Linked DNA regions of Sus scrofa: region 2 is linked to region 1. A link is a contact called in public HiChIP or PLAC-seq data. All regions are on one chromosome and are shown on one strand. The core of a region is the stretch at or near the end of the contact, and the rest is flanking DNA. Distances in the headings are between cores, read along the strand shown. Region 1 has its middle 47 kb from the start of IL15. Region 2 has its middle 110 kb from the start of ZNF330.

Evidence for each region. HiChIP or PLAC-seq counts read pairs in DNA pulled down with a chosen protein or histone mark.
Region 2: an H3K27ac HiChIP or PLAC-seq map of alveolar macrophages shows a contact between it and region 1. The contact joins two enhancer-like sites. A contact is called at or near these places in 10 of 47 Hi-C or Micro-C datasets (alveolar macrophages, epiblast stem cells, fetal liver and 6 more) and 2 of 2 datasets of contacts at active chromatin or transcription factors (alveolar macrophages and skeletal muscle).

The regions. Positions count from the first base shown.
Region 1 is chr8:85,629,194-85,633,742 of Sscrofa11.1, forward strand. No RefSeq gene overlaps it. Among named protein-coding and RNA genes, the nearest start is that of IL15, 47 kb to the right of the region's middle. Within about 2 kb of position 1,963, at least 3 of the 83 cell types and tissues checked have an H3K27ac peak or open chromatin away from gene starts, as enhancers often do. A contact at or near this core is called in alveolar macrophages and retroperitoneal adipose tissue, where this site is marked.
Region 2 is chr8:85,925,556-85,930,082 of Sscrofa11.1, forward strand. No RefSeq gene overlaps it. Among named protein-coding and RNA genes, the nearest start is that of ZNF330, 110 kb to the right of the region's middle. Within about 2 kb of position 3,161, at least 3 of the 83 cell types and tissues checked have an H3K27ac peak or open chromatin away from gene starts, as enhancers often do. A contact at or near this core is called in alveolar macrophages and retroperitoneal adipose tissue, where this site is marked.

The DNA.
Region 1 (4,549 bases), core at 713-3,212:
GATCCTCGGCCCACTGAGCAAGGCCAGGGATCAAACCTGCAACCTCATGGTTCCTAGTTGGATTCGTTAACCACTGCACCACGATGGGAACTCCAACACATTCCTTTTCTTTAAGCCCTTGTCCTACATGCAACCATTTCACCCATTTTAATTCCTTCTAACCCAGGTTTTTATCATTTAACCCCTACAATTTGTCACAATTACCTACATTTTATTTTATTGTTTTTATATCGCTCTTATTTTATTTTTACTTTAAGAAACTAATTAGAAAGCGAGTTCCCATTGTGGCTCAGAGGATTATGAACCAGACTAGTATCCATGAGGATGTAGGGTCAATCCCTGGCCTCGCTCAGTGGGTTAAGAATCTCACGTTGCTGTGGGTATGGCATAGGCTGGCAGCTGCAGCACCGATTTGACCCCTCACCTGGGAACTTCCGTATGCTGCAGGTGCGGCCCTAAAAAGCAACTTCATATATATATATATATATACACATATATATATATATATATGAAGTTAAAAAAGTAATGGAAATACATAGTATAAAATCCAAAAGATACAAAAGAGTATCAAGTAAAACCCTAAGTCTTCTGCTGCCTCTGTTCTCTGCCTCGCATCCACCACCTGCCTTCTCAGAGACAACACCTATTTCTTGCACAGTCTTCCAGAAGGAGTCTATGTATAGACAAGCATAAATATATGTTTTCAAACACAGGACAGCATATTCAACAAAACGTTTTGCACCATCCTCTTTTCACTCAAAAGAGATTATTTTATATAAATCTCTAGAGTTCTACTTCAGAGATTATTTTATGCCTCAGAGATTATTTTATATAAATCTCTATAGTTCTACCTCAGAGATTATTTTATATAAACCTTATAGTTCTACCTCAGAGATTATTTTATATAAATCTATATAGTGCTACCTCATTTTTTTGAAGACTAACATTAAAAGACCTCATTCTTTTACAGAACAAAGTATGTTTGTAACAGTGGTTATGAGAGTTATGAGACTAAGCTCTGAATTCCAATCCCAGATCCATATTCCCCTCGGCAAGTTCCTTATCTCTGTGTGCCTCCGTTTCCTCATCTACAAAAGGTGGATGATGCTCATTTGAGCTCAACCGGTTTATTGGGAGGAAATAAAATGACCCAAACAAATAAAGCACTTGAAATGGTGTCTAATACATAGTAAGCACTCACCATTTTTCTGTTATTATTTATCCAGTTCCCTACTGAAAAGCATTATTTCCAATATTTAGTGTCACACATAATTCTACATGAAATATCCTATTTAAAGTCATTCTGCACTTATGCAAGAATATCTAAAAATAGAATAAAGTAGGATAATTTCTGAAAGTAGAAATTTCTAGGTCAGATGAAACAGTCATTTTATATATTTGTACGTATTGCCAAGCTACCCTCCATTCAGACTACGATAATTTATTCTCTACCACCAGTGGTATGAGAATGCCTTTTTTCTCTCACCCTTGCCAGTGTGATGGTTAAAATGATATTGCAGCATAATTCTAACTTCAATTACCTTTTTATGTTAAGCATTTTTTCATATGTTTAAGAGGGAGTCTTTCGCATTTCCGTTTCTCTTTTTTTTAGGATCAATTCATTCACATAATTGCCCCATTTTTTCCGTTCCTTTCCTTCATTTAACTCTCACATTTTTGTTAAAGCGTAAGTGGTCATTGCAGAACCTCTGACTCACTTCCCCTTCAACTGAAATTGCAACCTCTGCCTCTATTTTGCTCAAAAGTTGCTCCCTGGAGGTCACCAGTGTCCTAATTTCTCCACTGAATCGTGTCTTCTCAGTCAGAATTCTCACTCTTTTTCTGCAGTTTTGACTGCTCTGGCCCACCCTCCTTTCAGGGGGGCTTCAAGGGGCTTCCGGGTCACATACCTCTGCTTCTCCTCGGAGCTCTTCCCCTGCTTTCCAGTTTTCTGAGGGGGACCACGTGGGTCACCTGCCAGTTAAACTAAGGTCCCCATATAATTTACCATCCAAACAAAGATACTTTTTAACCAAAAGAGGTGCTCTTAGTAATAATTCCAGGACAATCATTCCAGAAGAATTTTTTTTTACTACGGGGAAATATGCTGACTCTAATCTAACCATTTTTGTCAACTGTTTTCTTCCTTCTCAAGTGTCCACAACTTTCTTTTATAAATTAGTTTCTATTATAGTCAATTTACAATGTTCTGTCAATTTCTACTGTACAGCAAAGTGACCCAGTTATACATACATATACATTCTCTTTTTTTTTCTTTCTTTTTTTTTTTTTGAGGGCCACACCCACGGCATATGGAGGCTCCCAGGCTAGGGATCTAATTGGAACTGCAGCTGCCAGCCTTCGCCACAGCCACAGCAACACCAGATCCAAGCTGTGTCTGTGACCTACACCACAGCTCAAGGCAATGCCAGATCCTTAACCCACAGAGCCAAGCAAAGGATCGAACCCACAACCTCATGGTTCCTAGTCGGATTCATTTCCGCTGCACCACGACGGGACCTCCTACATTCTTTTTCTCACATTATCCTCCATCGTTTTCCATCGCAAGGGATTAGACAGAGTTCCCTATGCTATACAGCAGGCTCTCATTGCTTAGCTTTGGTAATTGAGCTTTGCCGTTTATTTTTAGGAGCTGCAGTCTGCTAAGATGAGGTGAGTAGAATGAATTCATCCAGTATCTTGCTTCCTGGTTGTACCTTCAGTCAAATATTAAATCACTTGGAATTTTAAGAAATGTTCTCCAAATAATTCTGAAGGTATCAGAGATGGTGTATTACCAGAGAGGACAGCACACCTATGTCTGAAACAGTGACGCAGTAGCTACAGGGTCGACTTCAGATAAAACATGTGGTCAGGGAAGATGAGGGGAGCTCTTAAAATTGGATACTCATGGGAATCCTAGAAGCTCATTGTGACCACGTCTTTCCAAGAGCTGATATGTTTAATTTTAAGCCACCTGAAGATTCTGATGTTGTGCTTGCTCATCTGTGAAAACCACTGCCGTTGTTTTAAATTTTTTTGAACCAAAACACTGGAAGGGATTCCCTGTCTACGCAAACAAGGAGACATTGCTGGAACGGGTGGTAGAAGGTGGACCTCTCACTGGCTGCAGCACCGTGGCATTGAACTCCTCTCAAAAGGGAGGCAGCCTGCCCACCCTCCACACCTGTGAACCATGTGACTGCTGGATCGGTTTCATGTAGGCTGGACTGGAGCGGCACCAACCAGTCTCTTCTTCATCTCTTGCTACATCCACAAGTCAGTCTGGTTTATAGGGACAAGCTTGTGTTCTTTGTGTAGCTCATAAAAAAGATTTTTGTGCCTAGAGGAAGAATGGTGTGATATAAAGGCTGCGTTTGTGGATGGGAATACAGAATATTGAAAGTAATTCGCCCTTATAAGTCTTATGTGGGGTCAACATAAGACTTTTGGCTACAAGCTAGTTTCTTCACCCTAATAAAATCCTCCATAGACACCCACCTAAAGGCAGGAAAGTTCAGAGGAAATAAATGGAGACAGAGGACATAAACCTTTAAATACAAATTTGATTGTCTCAAGATGGAAGGCCATGTCCCTCTACAGTCTGGTATATATCAAAATTCTCATTTAATTCATATTGATGAGAATCTCCCAGACATCAGGTACGTGGACTTGCCAGAAGATCAACAAAGTGGGGTCTGGAAATTATAACAGAGAAGAACAAACCTGACTCCATATTGAATCTATTCATTTAACTCTAACCCTTGTGCTCTGTGGCCTGTGCTTAGTCATCCTGGCTTTGCACCTTTGTGCCTATATCCTGAAATATACAGAATAGTCTGTTCTCAAGGCTCTGACATTTAAAGGTATAATTCTTTTCCATTCCTATAGAGACAAAAGTTTGCAGAACAGGAAGTAACAATTATCTCATCAGAGGTTTATAGGAACAAAGTGACCAGACCTTGTGGACTGTTGCAAGAGCAAAGGATTCCTGCACCAAGAAGTTTGTAATAACCAGTCACAATACTTCCCCTTTTAGTATAAAAGAAGCCTTGAACTCTAATGCTGGTAAGATGGTTCTTTGGAACCCTAGCCCACCATCTTCTCAGTCTGTGGGCTTTCCAAATACAGTTGCTATTCCTTGTCCTAACACCTCATCTCTTGATGTATTGGCCTATCATGTGGCAAGCAGCATGAGCTTGGAAGCAGTGACAAAATGAGAGAGCTGAGAAGTTTATTTGAAGAGGTATACAGTAGACAAGTTTATTTGAAGAGGTATGCAGTAGACAAGACAATATAATATATTTAATATACATATATATATATTTAATAGGAAGATGAAGATAAAATTGGGCAGAAAAAGGAGTTCCCGCTATGGCTCAGTGGAAATGAATCCAACTAGTATCAATGAGGATGCGGGTTTAATACCTGGCCTCGCTCAGTGGGTTAAGGATATGGCATTGCTGTGAGCTGTGGTGTGGGTCACAGACATGGCTTAGATCCCATGTTGCTGTGGCTGTGGTGTAGGCTGGTGGCTGCAGCTCCAGTT
Region 2 (4,527 bases), core at 1,911-4,410, 300 kb after region 1:
TAGTCCCTGCCTGAACAGCTAATCTTCCAGTTCTTATGGGAATGAAAATCCACAGGACATACTTGTTTGTGTATGCGTCAGACTCAAATCTGAATAATCATCTCCCAAAATAAAATAAAATGCATAAAAAAGAATTACAAAGATCAACTCTTTCTTATTTTTAATATATGAATTTATGTCGATTCACGTAAATACTGTATATATATATACATCTGCAGTATTATGAAAATGCGTGTTTTCCCACAAAGTATAAGTTCCTCCTACAATTTGTAATTGTCCTGCTTGATTAGTACAAGTAGTTTTTGCTTTACACAGTTATGATATGAACAAATTTTTTTTGCACAAACTTTAATTATCATGCTTCACCTAAGTAATACCAGTCCTCCAAAAACACAATTCAAATTTTAGTCACCATGGTATATTAAACGTGAATCATTGTATAACACCAAATACTTCAGTGCTAGCACTTTAGTACACACATAACTATATAGATGAACAATTTGCTAAGTGACCCATCTCATCACTCTTTTCCAGGTCTGTCAGTGATTGGCTATTGCACATTTGTTATTTAGTCCCACAAAGACAGGAAAGTGTGTGACTGTGTCACCTCCTTGTCTTCCATTTTACAGAAACGAACACTCAAAAGAGGAAATTGGCCAACAGATGAAAGCTCAGAAAGTGATAACACTGGGAGTGAATTTGAATGTGATTAGAAGATGGAGATGTTGACATGGGAATGTTGACACCTCCACTGTTCCAGACACTCCAGCTGTACAATGAAAGGAACTTAGTGAAGGTGACCCTATTGACATTAATGAGGAAAGAGGTTGTGATAAGGCGATGTCCCAGAAGTGACACAGGCAGAAAAATTCCCATTAAAGGAACTCTAGGGGGTATTTTATGACACTGAAAGACTTTGAAAGCACAGAAGAGAAAATGTTGGGAGCCTATCCATACTTAGAAAGGCTCATAAGTCATCAAGGCGTAGAAAAGATGCTCGCAGCATATCATAAATTATAGGAGATTGGGGTTAACAAATACATACTACTACATATAAAATAGAGAGCCAACAATAGTACTGTATAGCACAGGGAATTATACTCAATATTTTCTAATAACCTATAAGAAAAACAAATCTGGGAGTTCATATATATTCATATATATATATATATATATATGAATCACTGTGCTGTACACCTGAAACTAACACAACATTATAAATCAACTATATTTCAATTAAAATAATACATTATGGGACTAGAAGGAAAAAAGCCCTATGCAAACTACGCTGGATAAAACTTTCCCAAAAAATGTAACACTTAATTCTCAATGTTGTAATGTTTTAAATTACAATGTACTAAATAAATATTAATATTACTGCTTTTTCCATTTCCCTATATACATTTATGAGCAACAGTATGGGAATTCTTCATGTTTTGGCGAAAAGGTTTAAAGATCATGGAATGATCATAATTTTCCCATCGACTAAGATCATTTTGTACAATGCCAACATGCATTGCCGTTTTTATGATTCCACTCCTATGCACAAAGCAAAGACTTCCAGTCTATACAAATCTGGTATTTGTGTCACATTTACCATAAGTTGCACTCATTTCTCAGAAATAAGTGGTAAATATTCTGTGGTTTCCTGGACTAAAGAAAAAGTTATAATAGTCTTCAATAAGTTGTCTTGACCTGGAAACTATAATAAGCCATTTAAGTTCATTAATTTGCCGCAATATTTTCTCTTCCACTGTTTTATAACAACTCTCTTGGCCATCCAGAAAAAAATATGCCAACAAGTAGAGTGCACCTATATATGTGTGTGTGTATATATATATATATGTCTATAAATATATACCTATTATGTTTTGATAATGTAAAACTTCCTGATATCCACCAATTAAGGAAGGACAGTTATATTTAGAGTATTTATGAGGTATAACTTTATTACTCTTTTGCATAGGAAATAATATGAAAGTAATAGAAACCGTGTGGCTAAGTAGAGTTCCTTCAAGAAAGTGTTTTGATAAAGTTTGATTATTAGCATACAACCAGAATATCTATCGTTATATCTCTCTTAGGAGAGTTAAAACTTGTATTCCAATCACATTTTAAAATGCTAATTAGCTTAATTATACTCTTGATTTCCGTACTGTGACAAATTGAGATTTCTATAAAAAACAGAAAACTTCCAAAATATCTGAGTCTGAAATATAGGGTTCATCATTTCTACTTAATCATTAGCACTTGTACCTGATTCACCTCTATTTTCCATGGAGATGAAATTCTGATTTTCCAAACAAAACAGAATAAAGCAGTTTATCTCAAGGTCAACATTGTTACAATAAAGTATACTCCAGCAGACTTCACAAACCCCTGCACAATTCTATGAGTCCTATGTTTATATTCATCCCTTAAGCAAAAACAAAGAAACCAAAGAAACCTTCTTTAGTTATTAAAGATTCCTTGAAGTATCGGAAGCAAACAGATTGAGGTCAGTCTCTAAATCCTATGCTGGCCACACACAACCATGTCAATCCAGAAAAAGGAAAGAGTGAATTATTTCTACAAATTGCTGACATCTCTCACTGCAGGGAAGAATTCAAATCTTCCCTGAACAATCCCCTTATTTTAATTGCAGATAGGGATTTCCAGTGCTGTGGTTTACTGGGAAGAAACACAGAACTTGAAGTTGGGAGGTGGGAAAACACTGATGCTTTCACTTCCTCCTTTGTGGTCATTTTTTTAACCATTGAGTTGGCTTCCTGCTCCTCCTTCTTAATCACTTTTTTTTTTTTTTTTGCTTTTTAGTGCCAAACCTGCGACATATGGAGGTTCCCAGACTAGAGGTCAAATCAGAGCTACAGCTACCAGCCTACACCACAGCCACAGAAATGTCAGATCCTACACCACAGCCACAGAAATGCCACGTCTGCCAACTACACCACAGCTCACAGCAATGCCAGATCCTTAACCCACTCAGCGAGGCCAGGGATCAAACCCACAACCTCGGTTCCTAATCGGATTTGTTTCTACTGTGCCACAACAGGAGCTCCCATCACTTATCTTAAACCCCAACCTTCTCTATCTTATTTTCTCCTCCTCCTGCACCCCACATACACACAAAACTATTTCACAAGTTTAGTTTCACAAGTTTCACAAGGACACTCTGGTTTAGTTTCCTTATTTGTTAAATGGCAGAAAAGAAGACTAGGGAATAGCCTCATCTCCCTTAATGCTGAAATAGTCTGTTTATCCAAATTTTAATATGTATATTTCATTAGATTATTTATATGCATATAATATATACTATAAACATGTTCATAGTATATGTATTATAAAATATGTATATTATGCATACATATAAGTGTGTTTTTAGATAATTAAAAAAAGAGTTAAAAGTGATTTTAAGAGTAAAGTTTGGAATTATATGTCCAAGAGGAAAAGAAAGTTCAGAATAATACCAGAATGCTTATATGAAATGTTGTAAGTGGAAGGTTGAATACTATGTTTTTAACGTAAGATTTGGGGGAAAATCAAATTCTATATAGGTAGCTAAAAAAGGACAGTATTTGAAGTAAATGATAAATGGAAGCAAGTGGGTAGGATGATGGCTGGAAATGTAGAGCAGTCACAATCATGCCATGTAGTAATTCCAAAAAATTGTCAAAAATGTATGAGTTAAAAAAGTATAGAATGCTGAAAACAGTAAGATTCCTTTAGTTGAAAAAAAGGATGTACAGTGGGAAAGAAAATGATTTGTTGGGTCTGAGTAGTAGATGTTAAAGTTGCATCATTGGACAAAGGCTGATGGGTAAAAATAGAAGATGAGAAAGATTGACCGTATTGACAGAAAACAACCCCTAACACAATAACTTAGAAAACTGAGAGAGGAAGGAGATTTATAAGAAAAATAATGAGGGCGTTCCCATCGTGGCTCAGTGGTTAACAAACCTGACTGGCATCCATGAGGATACAGGTTCAATCCCTGGCCTTGCTCAACGGGTTAAGGATCTGGCGTTGCCATGATATGTAGTGTAGGTCACAGACACCGCTCGGATCCCACGTTGCTGTGGCCCTGGCGTTAGGCTGGCGGTTACAGCTCTGATTGGACCTCTAGCCTGGGAACCTCTATGTGCCGCAGGTGTGCCCCTAAAAAAGAGAGAAAGACAAAAAGAAAGAAAAATAATGAGTTAAAATTCTGTCTTTTTATGGAAACGCAACAATGGGAGGAAAAAGTATGTATACATGTATGTGTAACTTGGTTTCCATGCTGTACAGCGGAAAAAATAAAAAATAATAAAAAAGTTCTGTCTGTTTTTTCTCTAAGTTTCCATCTTTACCATGTATTTTAAGTAGCCCTCTTTAAATAAAACCTAACCTAGCAGGAAATGGTAACAAAGTACCAAAGCTTCTCAGGGATTCCTTAACTTGTTGAAACAGCACCCAATCTCTGCCTTCATTTTCCCATGTGCATGTGCCTGTGTAGAAACTTCCCCTTTTTCTAAGGACACCAGTCATGGT